Regions from separate parts of the Sus scrofa genome. Here regions 1 and 2 are each linked to region 3. Evidence: chromatin contacts called from public HiChIP or PLAC-seq data. All regions are on one chromosome and are shown on one strand. The core of a region is the stretch at or near the end of the contact, and the rest is flanking DNA. Distances in the headings are between cores, read along the strand shown.

Evidence for each region. HiChIP or PLAC-seq counts read pairs in DNA pulled down with a chosen protein or histone mark.
Region 1: an H3K27ac HiChIP or PLAC-seq map of alveolar macrophages shows a contact between it and region 3. The contact joins the promoter of DUSP12 here to the promoter of CFAP126 in region 3. A contact is called at or near these places in 1 of 5 promoter capture datasets (liver), 7 of 47 Hi-C or Micro-C datasets (alveolar macrophages, embryonic fibroblasts, heart right ventricle and 4 more) and 2 of 2 datasets of contacts at active chromatin or transcription factors (alveolar macrophages and skeletal muscle).
Region 2: an H3K27ac HiChIP or PLAC-seq map of alveolar macrophages shows a contact between it and region 3. The contact joins the promoter of ARHGAP30 here to the promoter of CFAP126 in region 3. A contact is called at or near these places in 1 of 47 Hi-C or Micro-C datasets (embryonic fibroblasts) and 1 of 2 datasets of contacts at active chromatin or transcription factors (alveolar macrophages).

Annotation. Positions count from the first base shown.
Region 1 is chr4:88,815,177-88,819,793 of Sscrofa11.1, reverse strand. It overlaps DUSP12 (dual specificity protein phosphatase 12), which reads left to right and starts at 1,281. Exons shown (of 6, transcript XM_001924537.5): 1 at 1,281-1,760; 2 at 2,718-2,831; 3 at 2,917-3,035; 4 at 3,418-3,514; 5 at 3,826-4,012. The coding sequence starts at 1,378.
Region 2 is chr4:89,373,354-89,377,991 of Sscrofa11.1, reverse strand. ARHGAP30 (rho GTPase-activating protein 30) reads right to left here and starts at 2,506. Exons shown (of 11, transcript XM_021089545.1): 1 at 2,067-2,506. It overlaps NECTIN4 (nectin-4), which reads right to left. Exons shown (of 7, transcript XM_021089537.1): 7 at 3,634-4,638.
Region 3 is chr4:89,105,960-89,110,286 of Sscrofa11.1, reverse strand. It overlaps CFAP126 (protein Flattop), which reads right to left and starts at 2,239. Exons shown (of 7, transcript XR_001308305.2): 1 at 2,025-2,239.

The DNA.
Region 1 (4,617 bases), core at 32-2,531, 290 kb after region 3:
TGTGTATTCTCACGTAATTAAGCCATTCATAAAATGAGTGGGTGTCTTCTTAAAATGCAAGCCACCACATACTTGGCTATATCTTAGAATTTTTGCTTAATTCATGTTTATCAATGTTGTAGGCTTGCTTCCGATAAAATGAGCAGATAAGCAGTGCATGTGTGCGGGTGCACCGACCAATGCTAAGACATAGAGCCTCTTCTCCTCTCTTTGACAGGAAGCAACCCCGCTCCTTCTCCAAAAACAAAAACAAAAACAAACAAACAAACAAACAAAAAACAAATTTCCTTCCCTGGGACTAACATTCTGCTTTTTTGGGGGTGGGGGGAATCAGTAGACAGATTAATTTTTCCGTATTTCAACGGAGGTACGGAAAATATATCGTAAAAGGGCACATGGTGCCACCTAGTGGCTAAGATTATAAATACAGAAGCAGGTAATAGACAAGCCTCAGGAATTGAGATATTCCTATTATTCACCCAGATACAGATATTCACTGCATGGGGTATTCCATAAAAATTCAGAAGTATGTCCTACTCCCATCCTTGTAGGAACTTATATTCATTTTAAGGATTTGAGAAAGAAAAGCTCATTTCCAAGAGAAAACTAAAGCCAAGGGAATGATTAGGATTCCTTAATAAAATGTCCAGGAGATGAATCCTTAAATTTTTTCTATTTTTCCAGAATGTAAATATCTATGATTGTTAACAGTGAATAATTTTAATAATACTGGTTGAAAAAAATTAAAAATATATAGAAAGAAGTGTATAAAGTGTATCATGTAAGTCTCCTCATGTCAGCTCCCAGAAATAACCAGTTAACTGTTCAATATATATCTTTCAATATTTTTCATATATATATACTTGGTGGTCTTTAGCTGGAGGGCACTGACACACAAAATCATGAGATTAATATATAGAATAGTATACATTGACAAGAAAAGGATTAACATACCGTAAGCAACTAGGAAAAAAGAAAAAAAGGGAAAGCAGTCACAGGGAAGAACAATAAAGAAATGGCTTCATGAGCATTGAAAAAACGTTTTACTTGAAATGCATAAATATGTGTTTCTGATTCAGTTGATGGAACTATCATTTCAATTTGAATCCATCTTCTGCTCCTGCAGAAAGTCCAGAAAATCTCAACACTAAGCGCCTGAGAACTCTTGTATTTGGGTTGATTTATCCTCTACCACCAAACTGGGGGAGTGGCGGAGAAGCTTCTTTTAATGGGGTTTAGCTCCAGCCAAGCCGCAGTAATGTCACTTTCCCCAGTCAGCGCACATTCCCGAAGTCGACGTGGTCCTCCGATGGAGCCACTGAGCAACTCAGGCCCAGCGGGCCCAGAGGAAAGACGTTCTAGCCAGCCATCTACCCGATGGTAGGGCAAGCAGCATCCTGGCCTCTGGGCGCGGCCATGTTGGAGACTCAGGATAAGAGCCATGGCGGCGAGGACGCTTTCCGCGGGCAGAGCCCATCCAGCTCCGACGGGCAGATGCTGGAAGTGCGACCGGGGTTGTTCCTGGGTGGAGCCGCGGCCATCGCAGAGCCCAACCACCTGAAAGAGGCAGGCATTACGGCTGTGCTGACGGTGGACTCGGAGGAGCCCGACTTTAAGGCAGGGGCTGGGGTCGAGGGTCTACGGAGTCTCTTCGTGCCAGCGCTGGACAAACCCGAGACCGACCTGCTCAGCCATCTGGACCGGTGCTTGGCTTTCATCAGCCAGGCCCGCGCTGAGGGCCGAGCGGTGCTAGTGCACTGGTGAGTGGCCTGGTCTGTGGGGAGAGCAGCCCCGCCTCGCTTCCAGCCTGTCCCCCTCACCTTTTTTTCTCCGAGGCCTCAGAAGAGGACGAAGGGGCTGTCAGGTAGCTAGAACGTCCTTCAACTCTCTCCTTCGTAGACCTGTGTCGTAGAGAGAGAAGTGGGCAAGAGGCAGCCCCTGATGGCGTGCAGGCTTTCATTTGTTCTAGTTTGTGTTGGTACCTTATGCAGCCGCCGAGGTTTGTTTTTGTTTTTTTTTTTTTTGGAGGTTAGGAGGAATCGTCAGATAAATGACAAAGTCCCTGCTCTTAAGCGTTTAAAGCTCTCTAGGAGAAGCCAGACCCTTACCCAGATTATTGTGATGCAGTGCAGGAGAGGTTATGCAAGTTTAAGAGGAAGAGCAGATTATTTTCACTGTTTTTGTTTCAGGCAGGGGATGGCTGATGGACAGGATAAATCGGTTAGGATGTAAATGATTCCTAAGCCATGCCTCGGGGAAAGACAGTGTGCGTGATAGCAACGGCAAAAAGTGCAGTAATAATAGTTTGTTTATTGAGCTGATGCCTTTACTTTGTGCCAGCGTTTGTTCTAAATATTACACAAAGCAGTGAAGGTAGTAATACTATTGGAAAGAAATCTGGGACCAGATCTCCAGGGCCCTTAACTCCAAGAGCAAAGGAATTTAGATTTGTTCCGAAGCCATTATAAAATTTTGAAAAACTAGTGTAATTATTTTTGAATAGATGGTACATTCTCGAGGTTCAGAATTCAAAAGGAATAAGGAAAAAAAGGGATAATTCTTTTGTACAGTGGTAGTATTTCAGAGGCAGAGGGTTCGTTTGAGTAGAAGAAGCAGACAAGAAGTGGACCTGAACTTTACCCTTAAGAAGGAGCTGAAAGTTTTTGTTTTTTTAATTGCTGCTATTTGCTATTTTGTTTTAAAGATTTCTTTTTCAGTCATGCAGGAGTCAGTCGAAGTGTGGCTGTAATGACTGCTTTTATGATGAAGACTGACCAACTTAGCTTTGAAAAAGCCTATGAAAATCTTCAGACTATCAAACCAGAGGCTAAGTGAGTTTGTCATTATAGCAATTCAGCTTTTGTGATGTGATTTTATGTATTTAAAGAAAATTCAACTCTATATTTGTCCTTGCAGGATGAATGAGGGATTTGAGTGGCAACTGAAATTATACCAGGCCATGGGATGTGAAGTAGATACCTCTAGTACAATTTATAAACAATATCGTTTACAAAAGGTTACAGAGAAGTATCCAGGTAAGAGATAATTGGTGGTATGTATTGGGTCTTTTCTAGACGCTCTTTACTCTGACACCAAATGCTTCAGGTGCATTATCTCGCTTTTCCAGCAATCCCTGGAGACAGGTAGTTTTATTTCCTTTTGAAACCATGGCTTAACAAGAAATAGCTAGTTCAGGGTCACATAGTTTATAAGTGGCTGGCTTGGCTTTGAACTCAGGCAGTCTGCGCCCAGAACCCAAGGACTTCATCACTGCTGTCCTACCTCATCCTGATATCTCAACACTGGATTTTTCTTTTTAATTTTTTTTAAAAGTTTTGCCTCTACTTGACATTAACTGCATTTGGTCTAAAGATGCAGGATTGATTTTGACAAATGGCTATGATTTATGTTGTGTAGAATTGCAGAGCTTACCTCAAGAACTCTTTGCTGTTGACCCGTCTGCCATTTCACAGGGATTGAAAGATGGGGTTCTCTACAAATGTAGAAAGTGCAGGTAAACTATTTTGTATCTTTTGAAGATTTTATCTTGTCTCAGTAGCTGAAAAGTACTGAAAATTTCAGTTTCCTAAAATCTGTAGGAAGATTTATTAACTGAATAATTACAGAAATTTCATTTTCAAATCTGGTTTGAAGAAGAATATGAATTCTTTAAAGGGTAATCCAGTTACTTATAGAGGTTATGGAAAATTTAAGTAGCACTATCAATGAGATGTTATTTTGTCCTCTAAGAAATACTGCACATTTCATCTATTTTTTTCATCCATTTGGAAGTCATTAATCTTTTTACTTGTTTGGGAATTGCAGGCGATCTTTATTTCGAAGTTCTAGCATTTTGGATCATAATGAAGGAAGTGGTCCTATAGCCTTTGCCCACAAGAGAATGACACCATCTTTCATGCTTACCACAGGGAGTCAGACTCAGTGTACCTCCTATTTCATTGAACCTGTACAGTGGATGGAATCCACTTTGTTGGGAGTGATGGATGGACAGGTGAGAACACATTTTAATTTTATGTTATCTATATTTTGTTTCTTCTTTCATTTTAAACCGTATTTTGCTCCATCTTAACTACTTTTCTTTCTAAAGATTTTATCTTTCTATTATAGACAAGATTCTATCAAAGCTGAATTAATTAAATAAAAACCAGCTGATCTGAAATAGTGAACCACTTTTGGTTGAGTGCTGATGGTCTAAGTTAATTCTTTTTTAAGGCTATTGTTTATATTTTTTCAAATAAAGACTAACAATAATTAGACTATAGTTAACAAAACTTAAACTTTGTGGCAAGTAGGGCAAATCAAGGGTTTACAAATTAGATCTGGAGAGTTCCTTTCTTGGCTCAGTGGTAAGGAACCCAGCTGGGATCCAGGAGGATACTGTTCCATCCCTGGCCGTGCTCAGTGGGTTAAGGATCCAGCATTGCCGTGAGCTGTGGCTTGGATCTTGCATTGCTGTGACTGTGGTGTTGGCTGGCAGCTGTACCTACAATTTGACCCCTAGCCTGAGAACTTGCATATGCCAGGGGTTCGGCCCTAAATAGCAAAGCAAAATAAAATAAAAACTAGATCTTAATTTTCTCTTAATCTTTTTTTCTC
Region 2 (4,638 bases), core at 1,257-3,756, 270 kb before region 3:
AAGACGCATCTAGGATAAAGAGCTAGGAGAAGGCGCTGAGATGGAGTGGGGCTGCAGGGATGGGGAACCAAAAAAATCAAGGAGGATGAATTAACCAGAAATACAACTCCCCACTGGCCTGGGCTTGCTTTCTTTCTCTCATCCATCCTTCCTTCTTTTTTCTCTTTACTTGTTTTCTTTCTTTCTTTCTTTCTTTCTTTCTTTCTCTTTCTTTTTTTTTTTTTTTTTTTTGTTGCACGCTGCACCTTCACAGCCACCCACTGCAGTCAGAGCCTTAACCCACAGAGGGAACTCCTGGGCTTTCATTTTTGCTGGGTCTTGGCTTAAAGAGAGAAACCATCACCAGCCTCTCTCTGTCCTTCCACTTTCCACCTGTCTGTGTCACGGGGAACTGGGCAAGGCTGCCGCTGCTGCTCTGCTGCCCAGGATACCCCTCCACCCTTGGGCTCAAGTGAGGTTCTGGTGAAGGGTAGGAGGTGCTTCTGTCTCTCTCTGGGATTCACCAGGATTCAGGCCCAGAAACAGATGTCTATCCCTTCCAGAGAACACGACTTTCACCTTCTAGGAATGTGGACAGAGCCCAGGAAGGGTTGCAGGATTGGAATCTAGGCTAGCTATGAGTTCAGTGTTTGAAAATGAGGTTGGCAGGGGGGCCACAGGAAAGGACAACACCAGAATGAGGAGGCTGAACTGAGGGTTTGCAGACACCTGGAAGAACATCAGCCCCAATTAAATCATGTGGCCCTTGATCAAGAGTTGTCTTTCAAGAGGAATCCCTTGCAAAGGTGTCAGCCCTGGGCTAGCCGCTGGGCTCTGCCCCAGAAGAAAAGAAAGGCACTGAGAAGCCACTTCAGCTGTCTAACACCCTTTGTTGGGGCTGGCCTTTGCCTTAACTGAGGCCAGTGGGGATGGGGGCCTCTGGGGGTGGGGGGGAGAAAAGGGGAAGGAGGTGTCTGGGGACATAGGGGCGGGGCTAAGAGCAGGAAATGAGCTGGGAACCACCATCGCCCTCCCTCCACTGCCGGGAGCCACAGCCCAGAGCTGAGAAGAGGACAAAGAGGAAATGACAGATTGGGGTGGGGTGGGGGTGCGGTGGGGGGGGCGGAAATCGTGCCCATCTTTGGGAGGAGCTCGAAGTACCAAAAACAAGCTGGAGTGGGCAGCCAGGATACCTGTGTTCAGTGCCAAATCAAATCAAGAAATGTTTTTGAGTGTCTGCTCCACACCAAGCACAGTGGAGCAGATGTCCCTGGTCCTGCTGGTTTCTAAGCCCCCTCCGAGGTAACTCAGGAAGGATGCTGGGCAAGCTCCACAGGCAGTCCCCACACCCATCCTCCTTTCCTTGTGCCCTCCACCCCCACCTTCAAACCGGGCCCCAGGCCGTCTCTCCTACTCTTCGGCTCTTCCCCATTTTAGCAGCTTCTTCCCTCACCCTCCACTTTGAACCTGTTTCTCCTTTGCTCAGGGAGAACCAGAGAATCAGAGAGACTGGGGGAGGGGACTATCCCACCCCACAGCTTCACCCGGGGCCCAGCAAGGCTGCAGAGGAACCAGAGCCTCCTAACTTCGTCTCCTCTAACCAAGAAACCCCCGTGGTCCCCATGTGCCATCCTCTGACTCTCCAGAGGCCCTTCTCCCGCCTCCTTTCATTCAGACCCAAGGACCCTCCATTGCCCTCCCTTCCGCCTCTCATCTCCTGACCCTGTCATCTCAGCTTCCTTCTCCTGTCCCCAGCTGTCACCCTCTCACCTCCGTTTCTTCGACCTCTCCTGGGTTTCCAGTGTCTCCATACCCGCCTCTCAGTGGTGCCTTGGTGTCCCCGTTCTCACTCTGAGTCCCTCAGAGTCTTCACCCCCAGTTAGTCACACAAGGGAGCTACTGCGCCTTCTTCACTGAGCCACATTTCCTGCCTCGCCCGTTAATCAGTCTCCTGGGGGTAACCCCAAGCCCCTGCCCCTTCTCCGTGAACTTCTGGGCACTGTTTCTGTACCCTCAGACTGGATCAGGCTGGAGAAGCTCCGTGCCTCCCCATCCACCCAACAGCAGCTCCGGGTTGGCCTCCTTACCCTCCTGGCCTGAGTTCTGCAGGTGCTCCTGCAAGTCACACCCAAACACCCGCTCCTTCGAGCTGCCCTTCTTCTTTCCTTTCTGCCGAGACTTCATGGCCGGAGCCCCAGGGCTCTGGCCCAGCCACCTCTGTCCCCCAAGACCTTTGCCCTACTGGTCCCCCATGGGATCCCAAGCCAGCCTCTGGGCTTGGCCCGGCCCCAGGGGGCAGGGCTCCGAACTGGGGGGTGGAGGGTGGCCTGGGCAACGGACAGCAGCTCCTGCCTCTGGGGCCCCGGCCACACGGAAGTAGCTGTGGAAGAGGAAGCTGCCAGGACCCTGGCAAAAAGCTGTGTCTCGTGGCCGGGCCTGGCACTCGCCCTTCTCGCCCCACTCAGCCCTGGAGGGGCAGGAAGCTGTGCAGCTCCTTAAACCCACTTCCTGTTAGAGCATCTTTGCAACCACAGGGCTGGGGTGGGGGAGGTAGCTGACATTCACATCCTCACCCATTGCTGGGCCTTCGCTCATTGGTCAAGAGGACGTGATGTCAGAGCCCTAGGGTGGGGTGGTAGCGCCTGGAGCGTGAGCAGGTGACTGACACCCTTGGAGATCAGAATTCTAGGGTCTGAGGTGGAGACCAGAGACTTGCTTAGGAGCAGAGCAACACAGGGCTGTTCAGGGCACACCCAGGAGGCAGGATGCCCAGGCTCTGCACCTGATGGCCTGTAGTCTCAGTCAAGTCACGTTACTCCGCTGAGCCTCAGTTTCCACACATATTTAAAATAGGAAGACAGTGGAATTCCCTGGTGGCTCAGTGGGTTGAGGATCTAACATTGTCGCTGGTGTGGCTCGCGTGGCAGCTGTGGCAGGATTTGATCCCTGGCCCAGGAACATCTGCATGTCTCAGCCATGGCCAAAAGTAAAAAATGAAGAGAGTGAACTAGATGATCTTTAAATCCTTCCAATTCTGGGAGTTCCCGTTGTGGCTCAGCAGTAACAAACTTGACTAGTATCCACAAGGATTCGGGTTCGATCCCTGGCCCCACTTAGTGTGTTAAAGCATCCAGCGTTGCCATAAGCTGTGGTGTAGCTAGGTTGAAGATGTGGTTCAGATCTGGCATTGCGATGGCTGTGGTGTAGCTGCAGCTCCAATTCGACCCCTAGCCTGGGAACTTCCATATGCCTTGGGTGCAGCCCTGAGAGACAAGCAGAAACAAAAATAAATAAATAAATGTGTTCCCAATTCTAGCTTTCTGTGGAACTCATTTGAGTTTCTGGTTCTTTGCCTGTAAAAAAGTATATACTGCTGTCTACTTTCCAGGCCTGTCACAGACTCCAGTGCAATACAGGATGTAAAATACTGCCAACTAAGGCACTGCTTATCTTGGAAGGAGTCCTAGCTCCTACCTAGGGACTCTGAGAGATGGCTGAAGGTCTTGTGGAGGCCCCTTCTCTCCCCTGTTCATCCCTGTTCCAGGCATCCTAACTCCTCCCTTATTTGGACCACTGGAAGGATGGTACCGAGGCAGAGAGTACAGACTTTCAGGACTTGCACAGTTCAGGGAGCAAGACAGGAACCAGAAAGAACAGGTTTTATCTGTTTATTTAAAAACAGAATATCATTTTATGTACACATATGCACATATTTACACAAAATGTACATACTAGAATTCTGTACCTTCTAGTTCCACATCCAAAATCCTGGGATGGCTTGGGGAGCAGGGGATGGGAGGCTCTCCTTTGGTCCAGAAATCCAGCAGTGTTCAGGCCGAGCAGGGTTTGGGCACTACATCTAGATATTCTGGTTAAATGTATTTGGTGGGACTTCTCTAACCCCAGCCTGCTCCCCAGAGAAACGGCTGGAAGAGCCCCAAGTTAGTGAGCCCGAGACCCCAAGGAAAGGAGACATCCTTGCCTCAGCAGCTCCTTCACCTCACCTGACCTCCCACCCTCCCTTGGTCTAGAATCCCTATTCTCTCTCCCCTCTCCCGCGACTGAACCAGGGACTGTCACCAAGTCCCAGCCACCCCCTCAACAAGGGACCGCAAACAACCATGGCTACAACTAAGAAAACTTGAGGCTAGGGGAAGAGCCAAGGAGCCACGAGGGCTACGGACACTACCTGCCCACCCACAGCCAATAACAGTGGGGCGCGCGCCCCTCCTTCAAACCCCTCCAGCTCTTTAGTTCCCTCCCAAGAGTCTGCCTAGATTAAGATGCCTTAGAGGGGGCACTGTTCAGAACCACAGGAATTAACCCCCTGAGGTGAGGCCTGAGCAAGATCTAGCTTTGCTGAATTCCTGTGTAGGCTGATGTCACTTTAAGCGATTCTTGTAATAATAAACATCCAGGTGAATCGAATGTTTTTGTTTTTTTTTTAAAGTCTCTTCTCTTATTAGGGGACTGGGGGCAGTATTCCTTAAAGAAGCTCCCCTGTGCAGGTTTATTTACAGAAAATATGTACATGCAGCAGACCCAGAGGCCACCAGAGGGCAGAGGCCTTCTTCTGTAACAGTTTGAGCCCCTGGCAGACCCCCTAGGCCTGCTGCTTCACACTTGCCCCAACGGCTCCCAAGTGATGGGAGCCCGGCT
Region 3 (4,327 bases), core at 990-3,489:
TAGAAAAAGTCTCTTCAGCAAGTGCTGTTGGGAAAGCTCAATAGCCACAAGTAAATCAATGAAGTTAGAACACACCCTTACACCCCACACAAAAATAAACTCAAAATGACTTAAAGATTTAAATATAAGACATGATACCATAAAACTAGAAGAGAACATAGGCAAAACATTCTCTGACATAAACAGCAGCATTCTCTTAGGTCAGTACACCAAGGCAATACAAATAAAAGCAAAATAAACAAATGGGATCTAATCAAATTTATAAGAGCTGTAGCTGTAACTTTTACAAAGCAAAGGAAACCATAAACAAAACAACAACATATGAACTGGAAGAAAATATTTGCAGGAGTTCCCATTGCGGCTCAGCAGAAATGAACCTGACTAGTAACCATGAGGACACAGGTTCGATCCTTGGCCTTGCTCAGTGGGTTAAGGATCTGGTGTTGCCGTGAGCTGTGGTGTAGTTCACAGATTCGGCTTGGATCTGGCGTTGCTGTGGCTGTGGTGTAGGCCAGTAGCTACAGCTCCAATTCAGCTCCTAGCCTGGGAACTTCCATATGCCTCAGGTGCAGCCCTAAAAAGACCAAAAAAAAAAAAAAAAAGAAAGAAAGAAAAAAATATTTGCAAACACTCAACCAACAAAGGCTTAATTTCCAAAATACACAAACACCTCATACAACTCATTAACAACCAAAAGCTTTTGCTGTTTAGTTTTTTAACTTTCTTAAAAAACTAAAAATAGAGCTATCATATAATTCAGCAGTCCCACTCCTGGGCATATACTTGGAAAAGATGAAAGCTCTAATTTGCAAAGATACAAGCATCCCAATTTTCACAGCAGGACTATTTACAATAGCCAAGATTGAAGCAACCTAAATACCCACTGGGAAAGGAATTAACAAAGAAGATGTGGTATAGATACACCCTAGACTACTACTCAGCCAAATAAAAAAATGAAATAATGCCATTTGCAACAACATGGATGGACCTAGAGAGTATTAAGTGAAGTAAGTCAGAAAAAGGCAAAACTATATGATGTCATTTATATGTGGAATCTCAAATATGACACAAATGAACTATTTATGAAACACAGAAAAAAACTTCCAGAGAAAGCAAACTTTGGGAGAGTTCCCTGGTGGCTCAGCAGGTTAAGGATTTGGCATTGTCACTGCTGTGGCTCTCATCACTTCTGTGGCATAGGTTTGATCCTGGATCAGGAACCCAGGCATGCCGAGGGCATGCCCAAAACAAAGAAATATAAACAAACACCTCCAAACTTATGGTTACCAAAGTGGAAAGGGGGTAGTAGAGGGATAAATTAGGACTATAGAATTAGCAGATACAAGCTTATTATGTATAAACTAGACAACAAGAATTTGCTGTACAGCACAGGGAACTATATTCAATATCCTTGTAGTAAATCATAATGGAAAAGAATATGAGAAAGATTATATTATGTATAACTGAATCACTTTGCTATGTAGCAGAAATTAACACAACATTGTAAGTCAACTACACTTCAATTTAAAAAAGACCAAAAAATGTATATTAGCATTTTTTTTTATATTAGCAAATTAAAGACCCCAAAACCTATTTAATTAGAGAACTGCTGAACTCCGTTGAACCAGAGTTTTCCTGGTTGACACATCCATAAGAACACTTTTAAACAGCACGCCTATAGTTGGTATGAGAGGATCAGAGAGGAGATCAGGACCTGGAGTGAACACGACCCAGCTGGAACACGCACAGAGCTATGAGGTGTTCAGATCTATGGGATCACCACTCGCCTCGGAGTAAGGCCGGGTCATTTCCAGCTCCTGGTGCCCAGCCCCAGATGCCAACCGGAGGCTTCTTGGGCGGTGCTCCACTTCCCTCCCACCAAATGGGTACCGTGACTTCGTGCTCTCACTGTCGGGAACCGATCAGCACTTCACAGGCTTCCGGTCCTGACTCAGGCCTGATTTGCGGGAAGGTTCCCAACCGAGGTGGCCAAGACAAACCAGCGGGCGGGGCCGTTCGCAAACCTGATGACGGGGAAGGCCCGACACTTGCAGGCGAGAATCGAAGGCGGCGCGCGGACGAGAAGCTGGGCGGAGTAGGCGAGCGCGGGGCGGGATGTCGGAGGGCGGAGGCTAATCCGCCTCCTCAGACTTCCGGGAAAGCCTGCCGCGCCTTTTCTCCAGGCTTCAGGCCTTGTATTAGGATTCTCTGTTTGCACCGTTAAGACGCTGAAGTTGGCCTTTGCGCAGAATTCGTGTCCTAGAGACAGGCTCTACGTCAGCGCGCTTGGCCCATGGGCCCAGATTTCAGGTCTGTCTGGGGGTTCCTGCGCAACTGCTTTCGCTCGGTCACTGCCCCGATGGTGGCCCTGGGAGCCTGCGGAAACGGAGGAAGTGGGGGTTCGGTGCCCCCTGGACGCTCCCAGGAATAAGAAGGCGAAATCACCACGCAACGAATTAATTTTGAAGTGCGCGTTTTTATCATTTCATTAATGTGTCCATGTTTTGTCTTTGTAATGAAAATTTATAATCTCACCTTTATATAACTAGACAGCTCTTTTGATAATGCGTCTTTCTTTTCAACCATGCTCCAAGTTGTCTCCCCACTCCAGTTTGTATTGCTCTGACACTTTCAGTTAAAATTATGCCACATACACGTCTCATTTCTGTTTACTCAATGTTTTTTTGTTTGTTTGTTTGTTTGTTTAGGGCCGCACCTGCGGCATATGGAGGTTCCCAGGCTAGGGGTCCAATCGCAGCTGTAGCCGCCAGCCTATGCCAGGGCCACAGCCATTCGGGATCAAAGCTGCGTCTGCGACCTACACCACAGCGCACGGCAACGCCCGATCCTTAACCCACTGAGCGAGGCCAGGGATTGAATCCGAAACCTCATGGTTCCTAGTCGGATTCTTTTCTGCTGTGCCATGACGATAATTCTCTCTTTTTTAACCGTAAAAACATTTGAGGAGCAGCAGAGTAAGGATCGGGTTGTCTCTGCGAGAGAGTTGGATCGCTGCTGATGTGGGGTTCTATTCCCAGACCTGCTGCAGCTGGTTAAGATCCTGCATTACCGCATCTGTGGTGTAGATCTCAGCTGCGGCTCAGATTGGATCCCTGGCCCAGGAACTTCCATACACAGGGGATGCAGCTGAAAAAGAAAACAAAACAAACAAACGGATTGTTTTTGAAAAGGTAGTATATAAAAGTGATAAAAATATAAATTCACATAGAATATAATTAAATATGAATTTATATAAATATAAATTCATACAGAGAACACAAACAGATGGTTGAGGGAGAGAGGGGTGGGGGCAGAGAAATAAAGGAGGGATAGAAAATAAAAAATAAAAAAAGGGTTCCTGCTGTGAACTGCGATTGATATTATCTCTGCAGTGCCAGGATGCAGGTTCCATTCCCCCTCTATAGCACTGTGGGTTAAAGGATCTGGAGTTGCCACAGCTGTAGCTGCAGCCTAGAGTAGTTGGCAACTGCAGTTCAGATCTGATCCCTCGCACTGGGAACTCCATATGCTGTGGGGCAGCCAGAAAAGAAAAAAAAAAAAAAGTGTGTGTGTGTGTGTGTGTGTGTGTGTATATATGTTTAAATCTTATTTCATATCTATATGAGATAATGGGTGTTCACTACATTTATTTTGGTAATCATGATGTAAGTCAATCATTATGCTGTACACCTTAAATTTATACAATGCTATATGTCAATTATATCTCAATAAAACTGGAAGGGGGAAACAACTGCTAGAATAAAAAACAGGAGTTCCCTGAGTTTCTATCCGGGTGCAGTGAAAACAATCCAAGTAGGAACCATGAGGTTGTAGGTTTGATCCCTGGCCTCGCTCAGTGGGTTAAGGATCGGGCGTTGCCGTGCGCTGTGGTGTAGGTTGCAGATGAAGTTCGGATCTGGCGTGGGTGTGGTTATGGTATAGGCCAGCAGCTACAGCTCAGTTCAACCCCTAGCCTGGGAACCTCCATATGCTGTGGGTGTGGCCCTAAAGAGGTTTAAAACAAGAAAAAAGAAAGAAAGAAAAAGAATAAAAAACAAATGAAGACTGGCTTTGAAAATTCCCTGAGCAGATAAAACAAGTTTAGTTATACAAGCAATGCTTAATTTAGCTTATTTTATAAGACAAGGGAGGCTAACTTGTCCTGAGTCACTTCTTGTTTATACCTCTGGAAATCATAGGCAAAACTTAAATTGTTCCCCAAAATTAGTGTAAGGTAACCACCAACCAATTTCCTATCACTTAAGAAAATTCTAATATTGTAACCAATCATTGAAAAATAAGCAGTCACTGCCTCCTCACTAATACA